3 separate regions of the Mus musculus genome follow, and regions 1 and 3 are each linked to region 2. Evidence: chromatin contacts called from public Hi-C data. All regions are on one chromosome and are shown on one strand. The core of a region is the stretch at or near the end of the contact, and the rest is flanking DNA. Distances in the headings are between cores, read along the strand shown.

The links. Hi-C and Micro-C count contacts between places; a contact is called where the count stands out from the background.
Region 1: a contact with region 2 is called in a Hi-C map of CD4 T cells, with 7 times the contacts expected there. The contact joins the promoter of Atp2b1 here to the promoter of Ube2n in region 2.
Region 3: a Hi-C map of CD8 T cells shows a contact between it and region 2, with 5 times the contacts expected there. The contact joins the promoter of Poc1b here to the promoter of Ube2n in region 2. A contact is called at or near these places in 1 of 39 promoter capture datasets (pre-B cells) and 1 of 484 Hi-C or Micro-C datasets (CD8 T cells).

What each region holds. Positions count from the first base shown.
Region 1 is chr10:98,912,339-98,916,549 of GRCm38.p6, forward strand. Atp2b1 (ATPase, Ca++ transporting, plasma membrane 1) reads left to right here and starts at 2,814. Exons shown (of 21, transcript NM_026482.2): 1 at 2,814-3,033.
Region 2 is chr10:95,513,541-95,517,593 of GRCm38.p6, forward strand. Ube2n (ubiquitin-conjugating enzyme E2N) reads left to right here and starts at 1,622. Exons shown (of 4, transcript NM_080560.3): 1 at 1,622-1,697. The coding sequence starts at 1,668. Gm46239 (a long non-coding RNA gene) reads right to left here and starts at 716. Exons shown (of 2, transcript XR_001779843.2): 1 at 660-716.
Region 3 is chr10:99,104,414-99,108,862 of GRCm38.p6, forward strand. It overlaps Poc1b (POC1 centriolar protein B), which reads left to right and starts at 2,669. Exons shown (of 12, transcript NM_027740.7): 1 at 2,669-2,810; 2 at 3,379-3,463. The coding sequence starts at 2,796. It overlaps Galnt4 (polypeptide N-acetylgalactosaminyltransferase 4), which reads left to right and starts at 3,722. Exons shown (of 1, transcript NM_015737.4): 1 at 3,722-4,449. The coding sequence starts at 4,002.

The sequences.
Region 1 (4,211 bases), core at 1,564-4,063, 3.4 Mb after region 2:
ACACCATGAGGCTTCAGTCTCATCTCTTGCACCAGAGGAAAATAAGAAACCCTAATTAAGCAACTCAGCAGTTTTACACCGAAAAGTATGTCATTTGGGGAGGTTTTAGGATGAAGCCCTGCAGGAGGGGGGAATTGAACTTCCTAAAGCTCAGCTGCTTCTATACTGGTTTCAGCTTTAATTTTGTATCTGAAGCATAAAAACACACAAATCAAATATACAGTACAATTACCCTGGCTATCTGAGAGCGAGTTTATCATATATGCAACTCACATGAAGTGCACACAACTATGTTCTGGGACATGCATGTTTTCACTTGTGGGTACATCTTTGGATACCAATAAAAATTTCACTGCAATCATGCTCTATAGTAAGGAGTTTCGGTGATTTTTCGTGAGCATATACTCTACAACATGCATCTTATGAGTTAGAATTACAGCAAACCCACAAAGTGAACAGATTCTAGTTTAGTCTATTATGGGTTTTGCTGGTGCAGCATGCAATGATTCACTTAATACTTTAATGTCAAATTCTTGATTAAAATAGAATGCATAATTCAATTTTCTATGGGGACTTCCTTGGAGAAAAGCGGGGAAGTAGCCAAGAGTTCATAAATGTGTCTGCGTTATTCTAAAAGATACTTCGGGGTGAGAAAATACTGGAAATTACCTAAATGAAATTTAATTAATTTGTTTTTCTAATTGTAGATTTGAAATAGTAGCAGGAAGGGCTATTTATTGTATCACATCAACCAATTCTCTGTGATAAACAGAGAGAGAGAAATACCCAGTGCCAGTTTTACATGTCAAGGGCACAGCTCAGAGGTTGGTAATGTCTACCCTGGTGGAAGATATAAATGGAAAAATTATTTTCAGCAGTTTTATCATGGAAAATTTGCTTTTAAACTCAAGTATTTTCTTTTCAAGCCTTTATATTATTTTAAAACAAATGCTACCCGACAGGGAACATACATAATGCAGTACTTGTCTTACCGGTGTGCTTTGGAGAAGACTATGAAACTACCAATTCTTCCAATTCAGGGTTGAAAAAAGCAAAACAAAACACTTACAGATCACTTTTTTTGATGTTTTTTTCTCAAGCTAAGTGATGCTGAAAATAACACGGATAAGGTCTAAATTGTTCGGGGGAAGGGGGAACCTTTAGTTCAAGCAGAGATTACAGAAAGATGGGACAGGATACACATCTTTAAATGTGTGGATACAGTCAAGAATATCCTTTTTTAAAGTAGAAGTAATCATGAGCGGTTTTCTTTTGAACTGGTTGGACCAGAGTCGGCTACCTTTTACCGTCTAAATACTGCACGGTACTCTGCATGATTTTTTTTTTTTTTCTTGTTCCTTTCTCCTCGGGAAAGATGAGGGCAGGATTTAAGTATTATGAATTAAAGACCCACTAGCTCGCCACAGGTAGGAAAAAAAAAAAAAAAAAAAAAAAAAAAAGCAGCAGCCGCAGCAGCAAACCCAAAAGAGAAACACGAGGACTTCAAGCGGACCTTGCGAGGCCTGCTTGCACCGGCTAGAGGACACGGTTTGGGCGCTGCAGCGGGGATCCCCGGTGTCGGTGGCCGGGCCAGCGCGCCTACAGGGCGAGTGGGCTCTCTTCCCAAAAGGGAAGGCACTTTGGCTGTCGGGCGAGTGCGTCACCGTCCGGGACAGGAGACAGGTCCGCTAGGGAGTGGGCGCCGAGCCGCTCTCCCGTCCCGTGACCCGGCATCGCCTCCACCCGGGGGCGACTCGAGCGGGACCCCAAGTGAAGGGCGTCCCACTGCGGCGGCACTCGTCGCTCTCCGGCTTCCTCACGTTGCAGGAGCCGCCGGGCCGCGCGCCCAGGCACCGGCGGTGACGGACGGAGTCACCGCCCCCTCCTCCCCCGCCGCCCCCTCCCGCGGCCCTCCCCGGCCCCGACACGTCATGGAAACACAGACGTCAGAGCCCCGACGGCCAATCGGAAGCCGCCGCAGGAGGGGAAGGGAGGGGGCGACAGCGCAGGAGGGGGCGGGGGCAGCCGGGAGCCCGGCGCGCAGGGAAGGAAGAGAGGGAGGGGCGCGCGGAGGCGCGAGTCGCCCGCCCCGCACTACAGGCCACCCTTTCCACACCGCGCGCTGCAAGTTCTGATCCCCGCCGCCTCACCCCACCCCGGGCGCGCGCTCGCCAGGCGGGGCCGCGCTCGCCGGATCCTCCCCTTAAACGCCCTCTCCGGGAAGCGCCAGTCCCGGTCCGAGCGGCGCTACCTCCGCTCGTGCGCGCGCGCGCGCCCGCCCGCCCGCCCTCAGGCTCCCCGCGGGCCGCGTCACGTGACCGCGCCCAGCCAAGGCGGCAGCGGCGGCCGCGCGAGCATCCGCAGCGGTGGCAGAGGCAGCGGGAGCAGCTGCGCTGCCAGCGTGGAGCGGGAGGCGTGGAGGTGTGGAGAAGAAGGGAGCGTCGGACCGGAACGGGTGAGCGCCCTCCTCCCCCCTTGCCTGCTCGGGCGGTCTCGCGGGTCACCCGGTGCACACCGGGCCCCTGCCCCGGAGCTGGCCGTTGCCCCTTGAGCTCCGCGTCTGCGGACCGGTGTCCCCGGACCCCGCCCCGGGTTGCACCCCGCCCGTTGCTGCTGCTGTTGCTGCTGCTGCGGACGCCGGCGCGGGGCCGGTTGAGCTGCTGTGCCGAGCGCGGCGCGCCCTGAGCGCGGCTTTGCGGAGCGGAGGAGGCGGGTCCTGCGGGGACGCGAGCGGCCACTCGGCGGCCGCCGGGCTCTGGGCGGGGGCCGGCCGGGCGCCGCCTCCTCCTCCTCCGCCGCCGCCTCCTCGCGGTGCAGCGTGAGTAGGGAGCCCCGGCTGGTGGACGCCGAGTCTCTGGGCTCCGCCGCCGCCGCCTCCTTCCCGAGGTGCAGCCGCACCTCCGCGTGGCGCCCCGAACCCAGCGAGCCGGCTGCGGGCACGTCCCGCGACCCCTCGCCGCCATCCCCCGGACCCACCCGCCTAGCTTTCCTTGATTCTTCCCCTCGGAAAAAATGGTTCCCGCTGCGGGCGAGGTGAGTGGCGGCCGGTGGCTGCCCGCGGCGGGGGCGGCCACCTGCGGGGGAGGCCGGGTGGGGCGCGCAGGGCGCGGCGGGGGTCCTGACAGCTGGGCGCGGGGTGGAGCGCGGCGGGTCCCCGCGAAGTTGGCGGCGCCGCCGGGGTTCGCTCCTGCTAGGAGACCGTAAAGGTGAGGAGGCTTCCTCTCCGCGCGCCTCGGCGCCGGGTCCAGCTCGGAGTCGCCGTCCCGGTGGCTTCTCGTCTACACCCGAGGGCTCTCGGACTTCGCGGGGCTGCCCCTGCTGCCGCCACAGCCCATCTGAACACCGGTCGCCCCTACCCCGGCATGTGGTGACCTTGAGGGCAGCGGTGCCCCGGCACTCCCTCTTCCTGCGACCCGGGAGGGTCACCCATTTAATCCCTGGCTTGGGCCCCCGGGAGGTACTGCCCGTGCAAGGTGAAGGTTTGTCGTCGGCCCCCCGGAGAGGATGGTGTGATAGATGCCTGTCAGACAGGACGGTGACTCCCGGGGAGTTGAAGAGCCGCCTGGACGCTCTCTTCAGGTCTTGAGTCTGGCCCCCCAGGATGTTCACGGGTGCTTCCGATTCATGTTTATGTACTTAGTTTAAAAGGGGGAAAATCTGCTCTGTCCTCGGAAAGGGTCAGTAAGAAAGGAGGGTGGCATTCCTATTGCGGGGGTGGGGGGGGCGGAGGTGGCGGGGGCTTCTTCTCTATTTCATCTTGCAGGAGAATTTTGTGTCTTAGCTAGTTAGCGACCCCTGGGTCTGCGCCTCGGTCTTTGCCCAGGTTGGTCTCTGCACATTTCAGTCACCAGTTTACTGCGGGACTCTAGCATTGGGAATGCTTTTGCTGTTGCGGTGATCGGACCCGCAAGGGGAAGCTGGGGCTGGTCTGCGTGGGTAAAAGGGTCTGCAGGACCTTGGTAAGGACGCGAACCTCCTCGGTAGGCTGTTTTTTTTACCCTTCCTAGGGGTTAGAGCGCTGCAGACAGCCACCTTTGGCTGCTATGCATGCTACTTTTCTGGGTTTATTAATAATCTAATGACTCCTGTCGGTATCGATTGCTGTTCCTGATAAATTAGTTATATGGATTTTTTTTTTCATACGAGTGGAGGTATATGCATGTCTGGACTGTCTGCCTTTCAACATGGAAGGCTTTGTTGTGCTTCACCTC
Region 2 (4,053 bases), core at 372-2,871:
CTCTGTTTCTTTTTTTTTTTTTTTTCTGAGACAGGGTTTCTCTGTGTAGCCCTGGTTGTCCTGGAACTCACTCTGTAGACTAGGCGGGCTTCAAACTCAGAAATCTGCCTGCCTCTGCCTCCCAACTCTATTTCTGATTATGAATTTGATGTGACCAGCTGGGATTGTCTCCCTGTGATGCAACTTGGGGCTAAAATTAACCCTTTTCCTTTAAGTTGCTTTTGGAGGGTGTTTTACCACAGCAACATGAAAAGAAATGGAAACACCCAGCGATCCTTGTGAGACACCTCCACTTTTAGGGCCCTCATTCTATGAGTAATCCAACGCCTTTGGGGATTACAGGCTTTTCTATCCCCTTGAGAAGGCTAGGCTGACTTCAAATTGGCAATTCAGAAGACGAGGCCTAAATCCCTGTTTCTAAGAACTAGGCAAGTCCAGGCCTCAGAAGCTGCCCCACCACCTGGCCTGAAGCAAGGACAGTGGGTCAGCAGTAGTTTCCAGACTTCCTCAGCAACAGTTTTCAGCCACTCATGTCCCCACCACACCCCTAATGTGCTTTAAATCTGAACTGTGAGCTCACTTCCAGGTCTCCATCTTGGAATGAGAGACCCTAGCAAGCTGGACTTCTGCAGAATAAAGCCCTCTCTGCGTTTACATACCGTTTGGGTCTGGGGTATCATTCTTCAGCGAATCATGCATGGACCCTTACACTCTAATCAGATCCTTCTTCTAGTTAGCACGTAAATCTCGATTGCTAGGCTCAACCTTAAGTGGTGGCACAAGCCTAGCTCTACTCAGGGGGCAGAGGCAGGAGAATCACGAGTTCCAAGTCAGCTCGGTGCGTACAGAATAGAGAGCACCAGGCCAGACTTGGTTACATAGGGAGCCCTTTCTCAGGAAAACCAACAACCACAAAGATTAAATATCCTGCAGGATCCAGGCGTTTAGAGGCCGTGCCTTTTGCCTCCTCCCTTGTTCCGAACTCTCTTTTGGGGAGCGCCAGAGAGGCCCCCTTTTTTATGTGAAATTTAAACGTTTAGAAAAAATTTTTTTTGTCGCGGGTGTGTGTGTGGTCCTTGGCAAGCAGCGTTATTCCCAGTTAGAAGCTTTGGTATTGACTTCCGGCCTGTTCGCCACCGAGGAGGAGCGCGCGACCCGCCTGCCCTGTCCGCAGGGAACCGCTGCAGCGCCAGCCCGCCACGCGCACTGCGGACACGCTGAATGAACAAACGGAACGAATGAATGAATGGGCTGCGTCGGGGGCCGGGCCTTTGTTACGTCGCCCCCCGACGCAGGCGTGGTCGCACGTACAGCGCTCGCTCGTGGACGCCGGCCGCCCAGTGTTGCCGATTCTGCCACGGGCCAAGAAGCTCGGCGCCGCCTCGCGCCGCCTCCCCCCAAGTCCCTGCCCCGCCGCGGAGCGTCACTTCCGCCACCCCCGGCTGGGGTTGGGGCGGGGAGCGCGGGGGAGGGGGCCACCAGGTCGGAGGGAAGGCTGTCGGAAGCCCGCGTCCTAGCAGGGACTACATTTCCCGAGGGGCCTCGGCGGAGGTAGCGACAGGCGGGCGCGGCGACGTTCCCCGGAAGTGGAGCCCGGGACTTCCACTCGAGCGTGAGGAGAGCGGAGCCGGAGACAAGAGCAGAGGCCGAACTCGGGATCTGACAAGATGGCCGGGCTGCCCCGCAGGATCATCAAGGTAACCGCCCAGGCGGGCTTCGGGCCACTGGCTCTGCTCCGGCGCGCCGGGCCGCGCGGCCGTCCGCTTCCCTCCGCAGCCTCCGAGAGGCCTCTCTAAGGCATCGCGGAGAAGGGTCCGGCCTCGGCGGCGAGGAAGTCGGGCGCTGAGGAGGGGGCGCCGGGGAGACTTCCGGCCGCCTCTGAACGCCGGACAAGCGGGACGCCCGGGCGGTGCGGCCGCGGCCGGGGAGGCCCTGGCGGCTGCCCGGGAGAGGGCGGGGCTGCGGGCTTCGGGCTCTGGCGCGGGACCGGTGCGGGCCTCGGCGGCTTCTGTTCCTCCGCGGGGCGGGAATCGCGGCGTGGCCTGGACTCTGGGCGCGGGTGGTGGCCCGTGGCCGGCCGCTCTGCCCCGGAGCTCCCTTCTCTTCCTCCGCAGGGGCTCGGGGCTGCGGCAGTCCCGGGTGCGGAATGAATGGACCGACCCCGAGAGCCGGGCGGGGCCGCGGGCCGGGAGAGGCCGCTCCGGGAGGGCCACGGGGTTCTGCCGGCGACAGCACAGGTTGGTCCTGGCTGCCCCGCACCTCCTAGCGACGTCCGGGGCTGGCCGCCCGGTTGCCCTGGCTTCCGCGTTCGCTTCCCGGTGTTTCTGCTGGGTAGCGCTGTGATTGTACTTCGGCTGGCTAACTCTTTGGAGACTGTTCTCTTCTCCGAGGCAAGGGCCTCAAGGGCCTCGGTTATGGGGATGATCTGTGAAACAGTTTGCCTCTCAGCTTTTGTGCGCCTTATTTGAGCGGCCCTGGGGCTCTTTAGGGATACTGAATTTTGATAAATACATAAGGAACCACGGGGGTATAAACCTCGTATCTTGATTTCCTAAAATCTTTACATAACACCATTAAGTCTTCATAGTGTTATAACCCAAGAAAACTAAATTTTTAACATTTTTTGGCATCTGTTTTTTTTTTTAATGTAGGAAATTGGTTAAAAAAATCTTGCACTGCCCAGTTTGCCAGCTAAGTGCTCAAATTGAAGCTTCACTTTGCTTGCTGTAATCCACTGAACATATATTTATAGCATTGTTCCACTCTTCCAAAGTTTTAGGGGAGATTTGTACAAAGTAAGTGGAGGGCCTCTTTGAAGGGTGTGAGACACTGTAGTTCTTCAGGCAGTCACAAATGTCTGTGAGGCTGGGGTGTCATTGACAGAAAGGTGCTTGAATTAGAAAAACAAGCCCTTTCATAGGATAAAAACTCTTACAAAGGAAGAATACATTTTCCACGAGCACTGGAATCTCCTTTTTAAATTTGTTTTATTTATTTATTTATTTACTTATTTATTGGTTTTTCTCTGTGTAGCCCTGGCTGTCCTGGAACTCAGAAATCTGCCTGCCTCTGCCTCCCAAGTGCTTGGACTAAAAGCATGCGTGTGCCACCACTGCCCAGCGAGCACTGGAATCTTAAAACAAATGTTTATTGCTGTGTTATGAATCTTAGAACATTTCCAAGTAGGTTTTTGGGCATTGGAAGATCCCGAATATAGTTTAGTTCTGATATATGCACATAGCCACTAGTGATCATGTAAACCAAGATTCCGTTTGATAAATGGCTGCTTCGCTTCACAGGCCATCAAGTTTTTATTTGTTACTTTGGTTATTGACTAGACATAGCAGAGATTGATAATGAATACAGTTCTGTAAAATGCCCAGTAAACTGAACAGTTGATATTGATACTCTGCAGTAATATGAAGGCCTTGACTGAGAAAATAAACTCTGTGGAATATATTTGTTATAAGCTTACAGAAATGCTTTACAGCAGAAAATTCAAGTGCTCTTCAATTCATTTGGCACCCAATGCTTAAGTATACATTTCCTTTTGCTTATTTAAAACAAGATAGTGGCAAACCCATGCTGTAATATATAATCTTCACTTTATAGTACTTTATTATACTTATTTAATACTAATTGACTTTAATACTTTTAGCTTTAAGGGACTATTTTTTTCCAAACCACTAGGGCAGATTAAGAGATTAGGGTTTTGGTTTTTTGGTTTTTGGTATTCATTTTTTGTATTATCAGTTAAAAAAAATTCTTTTTCTAGTTTTGGGGATTGAGTCGAAAATAAGAGCTTTTGCCAGGCAGTGGTGGCACACACTTTTATAGTCCCAGCACTTGGAAGGCAGAGGCAGGCAGATTTCTGAGTTCGAGGCCAGCCTAGTCTACAAGAGTGAGTTCCAGGACAGCCAGGGCTACACAGAGAAACCCTGTCTCGAAAAACCAAAAAATAAAAACAAACAAACAAACAAAAAAGAGGAAAAGAAAAGAAGAGCTTTTATATGTGCTATTCAACAGAGTAACACCCCAAGCAGAAAACATATT
Region 3 (4,449 bases), core at 1,419-3,918, 3.6 Mb after region 2:
CCGACTGTAAAAGGCTGCTTCTCTGAGCAATGTTGTGAGTAGCCCAGGCCTATGAGTATAGACATAAACGCTTAAAAGGCAACTGGACAATGTGAGCATTTAGTATAGTTACAGTGGCAGGCTACAGTCCAGAGCCCATCTCTTCATCTATTTAATGTAAAGCATGTCTATTCATGAACTAAACCAGCAGTCCAGTTTTGTGTGCCACTGACCCTTAAATAGCTTACACAACATTATCGTGGCAACAGAGGACTGATACAAAAGGAACTCAGTGAGTAGCTGTGGAATACCTACCTACCACAGGTACAGGGATGGTTTACAGTGACAAAGAAGGGTGCTTTTATAACCTGCTTTACCTCCTGGCTTTCCGGCTTGCCTACCTTTAACAACTCGTTTGTGATAACTGAAGATTTCAAAATAGTACTCAATTAGAAAAAAAAAACCCTCCGTTTGTCTTTTCTTTGACTTCATCTCTCCAACCTCCTGTCTTTGAATCTGCTATGCCCAATATTAGATGTAGCTATGAGAGATCCAAAAGCCTTGATTTCTGGTTTTAACATTGGAGTATTTCCCTGTGATCAAATATACAAGAAATAAACATCCACTTATTCTGCTGACCTAATGCAAATCTAATCACACAACTTGGTGTGTGTGTGTGTGTGTGTGTGTGTGTGTGTGTGTGTGGCCTATTTATTTGTTCACAATTATCACATAACTTGCATGTATCAAAATTTCATCTGCTTTTATGGCCAAATGCTATTTCTATTATGTACATTTTATTTACCCACTCATTTGCTGGATATTAGTTGTCTCTCGTTTTTGCCTGCTGCTTCTAAGGCTGCAAACTCTAGTGAATACAGATGTTTGGTCCCTGTCTTGCTGGATCATGAGTAAATTATTTCATTTCTGAGTAAATGCCGTACTGTTTTTTCCCACAATTCCATACCACTTTTATGTTTAATTGGCATCCAAAACTAAACATTTTTTTAAAAGGGAAACATAGAATGGCAAAATCACAGGTTGCTGGTACCGATTCTCATTTCATTCTGTCTCTGCCTCATACACATATGAGAAGTGGAGACTGACTCTGTGTGTTCGAGTGCTGGAGATCAAATCCATGTTTTTCTGTGTTAACCATATTCTCTATCCCCGACCTACACCACTGCCCTCCATCACAGCAAGACCCTTAACACATCCCTTCCTCTATTAGAGCAACATTTTCCACGTACACAGCCAAGACTCCTATAGCAAAACCTAAGCAGTTTGTTATACCTGTAGGGCTCTAGGTTCTGCCCCATATATGCTGAATCAGCATCTTTGGCAACTAGCATCAATTATACTAAAACATGAGACTCCTTAAGGTAGAATACAGCAGGGTTGTCGTCTGTTTTTTATTTGCTTAACAGAGTTCATGTAGCTTAGACTGGCATCAAACTCACAGTATAGCCAAGGACAACCTTATGCCTCTGATCCTCCTGCCTCCACCTCCCCAGGGCTATAGTTACTGATGCCAGGTTGTGTTGATGAGGGCGCTGGGAATACAAGCAAGGGTTTAGTTCATTAGGCACTCTCCAACTGAGCTACATCCCAGTGCCAAGTTCTTGAGGGGAGGGAACTATGTTGGCATTCAGGGGTTTGTTTTGTTTATAACAAAGTTTAGCCCTTGGTGTCAAACATATAACAGATATTTAACATCCACCCATGTGTCAAACTAATACGGTATTGCACTTACATAATTGCTATATAGTGGTTAAGACTAAACGCAAATACAGCGAGGGAACCTGTAATTACTACACTTTTTATTTACACACAACATGTACCTTACCAGTTTATCACGACATTCCACTGCCAAGAAGTTGTGTTCCGTATGTAATTTTCAGCTGAGTCTTTTATGCTCCGGGGCAGGGTTTAATGCTGTTGTTTGTTGTCGAGGGGTATGAAGAAGCATCAAAATGTGGCCTTCCATGTACAAACTGCCACCGACAACATTCTCTAGCTTTGAAACCCTGTTGCTGAAGCACAAATGATAGTATGTGTGGGGAAAAAAAAAAGTCTAAAGTGGGGACCGTTATTGTAACCACGTGGTCTAGAAACTTTAAAGTTTCCAAGTCTTCCGACCACTTCAGGTGTGTGTGTGAGTTTAATAAGGCATATGCAAACAAGCGGTTGAGAACAGAATAAATCAAATAGATAATAGAATACTATTGAATAAAGAAAAACAGGGTGAACATGTGAATAAAATATTACCCATCATGTGCTGCCAGCATTTGTATCTATAGTACGTGCAAAACCAGTAATTGAACACAAGGAACTTAGTCCCGCTCAACGTCCTGTTACTGTCTAGCTTGTGCACCCAAGCTCCCCTCTCCGGAGTAGCCGAGTTGGGCGCCGTTCTCTTTAAGGTGTAATAGAATCCTGATTGCATCGATCACCGACTCTCCTCCGCTTCGCCACCACCGATCACATCTCTCTCTCTCTCCAAGTCCCAACCCGCTTCCCGACAACAACCCGGTAGTCCGCTACCTCCGAAGCTCGCGGGGCTCGCTGTGTGCGCGCGCGGCGGACCCCCCGCGGCGCGCTCCCGCCAGGCTCTCGGCTGTCGGCAGCGCGCGCGCGCGCGGCGTCTCGGGGCTCGTCTGGCCACGCCTGGAGCGCGGGCTTTGATTGGGCCGCCGTTGTTGTAGTGACCGGGAAGCGCCCGCACTCCAGTCTGACGGTTCCGGGCGCCGCACGGTCCCCCCTCGTCCCCACCCCTCCCTGGTCCCCCAAGGCCCCGGGCGCCGTCCGCTCCCCGCATGGCCTCCGGCCTGGTAAGGTCCCCGCCGCTACCGGAGCCGATCATCCTTGGGCGGCGGGACCGGGAGGAGGGGAACCACGCCGAGTCTGGCAGGCCTGGGAGGTAGCCCCGAGACCCGGAGCTCCGCAGCTCGCTCACCTCCCCGGAGCGGGACGCCGTGCCCGGGTTGAGCGGTGAGCGCTGCTCCCGGAGAGATCCCGGCGCTCGGGGCTGAGGCGGAGCTGGCTCCGGGACTCGCCGGCTGGGTTCCCGCGGCGCGCCTGCGTCAGAATCACCAGGGAGGTTTAAAGAGCGCGGGAGGCTTCGGCGAGCATCTGCAGCTCGGTGCGGTGGGCGGGTCCCTCGGCGGCTCGCCCTGGTGCCTGGGCTGGGGGTTCCTCCCGATGGTGGGGACCCCTCCGGATGGAAGCTGGGGCAGTGCCCGAGCCTCTCAGCCGGGTTGTAATGCCCACGCCTCTCTCGCTGCCCGCTGATGCTGCGGGGTCCTCCTCTTCGATCCCGGGGGACAGGCAACGTTGACGTCTGATGTCGAGAGCTGGAATTCTGCACCTGCTTTCAAACCTAACAACTTTCCATCCTAGGAGGATCCGATTCTGGAACGTTCTTTTAAAGGTCACAAAGCTGCCATCACCTCCGCTGACTTCAGCCCCAACTGCAAACAAATTGGTAAGTTGTTTTTGTTTTTGTTTTTCCTTTCTTTCTTCTTTCCTTTTCTGACAGTAACCAAAGCTCACTTGGCAGAAAGCCTTTCTTCCATCCCTGCCTGAGTGAGCCAGGCGCGATGGGATGTACCCGGCCACTCTGGGTCCCTGGGTCTTTGCTGGGTAAGGACTCGACTGGTCCCGGCCTGACAGACAACTTTCGTGAACTAACCACCAGGAGGAGTGAGTGGGAAGGGGAGGGGTTTGTGATCGGCCCGAGGAGGGTGGAGTATTGGCTGGAGAGTTTGTGAAAAGTTCTGAGACGAGCAGGAGGAAGTGGGGACCGACCAGTTGAGCACCACCAGAGGCCGGGGAGCGAGGGGGTCTCAAGTGACCCCTGGGAAACTCCGGTGTCGGAAAGGAGCCGAGCGCCTACATGAAAGGAGGAACCTTCTCGGAAGTTCGCCCCTACCTGAGCCGGGAACTCCAGCTTCAGGATCCGCGGCGCTTTCCCCGCGTGCTGGCTCGGTGGCCGCGTCTACACACGACCCGTGAGGATCCGGATGGCCGTGAGGTGGACCTGGGCAGGCAAGAGCTGCCTGCTGCTGGCCCTTTTAACACTGGCTTATATTCTGGTGGAGTTCTCAGTCTCCACTTTGTATGCCTCTCCAGGAGCCGGCGGTGCCAGGGAGCTGGGGCCAAGGCGGCTCCCGGACCTTGATACAAGGGAAGAGGATTTGTCTCAGCCTCTTTATATAAAGCCCCCTGCAGATTCCCATGCTCTTGGGGAATGGGGGAGAGCAAGCAAACTCCAGCTCAACGAGGGGGAACTGAAGCAGCAAGAAGAACTTATTGAGAGATATGCCATCAACATTTACCTCAGTGACAGGATCTCCCTGCACCGCCACATAGAGGATAAAAGAATGTATGAGTGTAAAGCCAAGAAGTTCCACTACAGGTCGCTCCCCACCACCTCCGTTATCATCGCCTTCTATAACGAAGCCTGGTCCA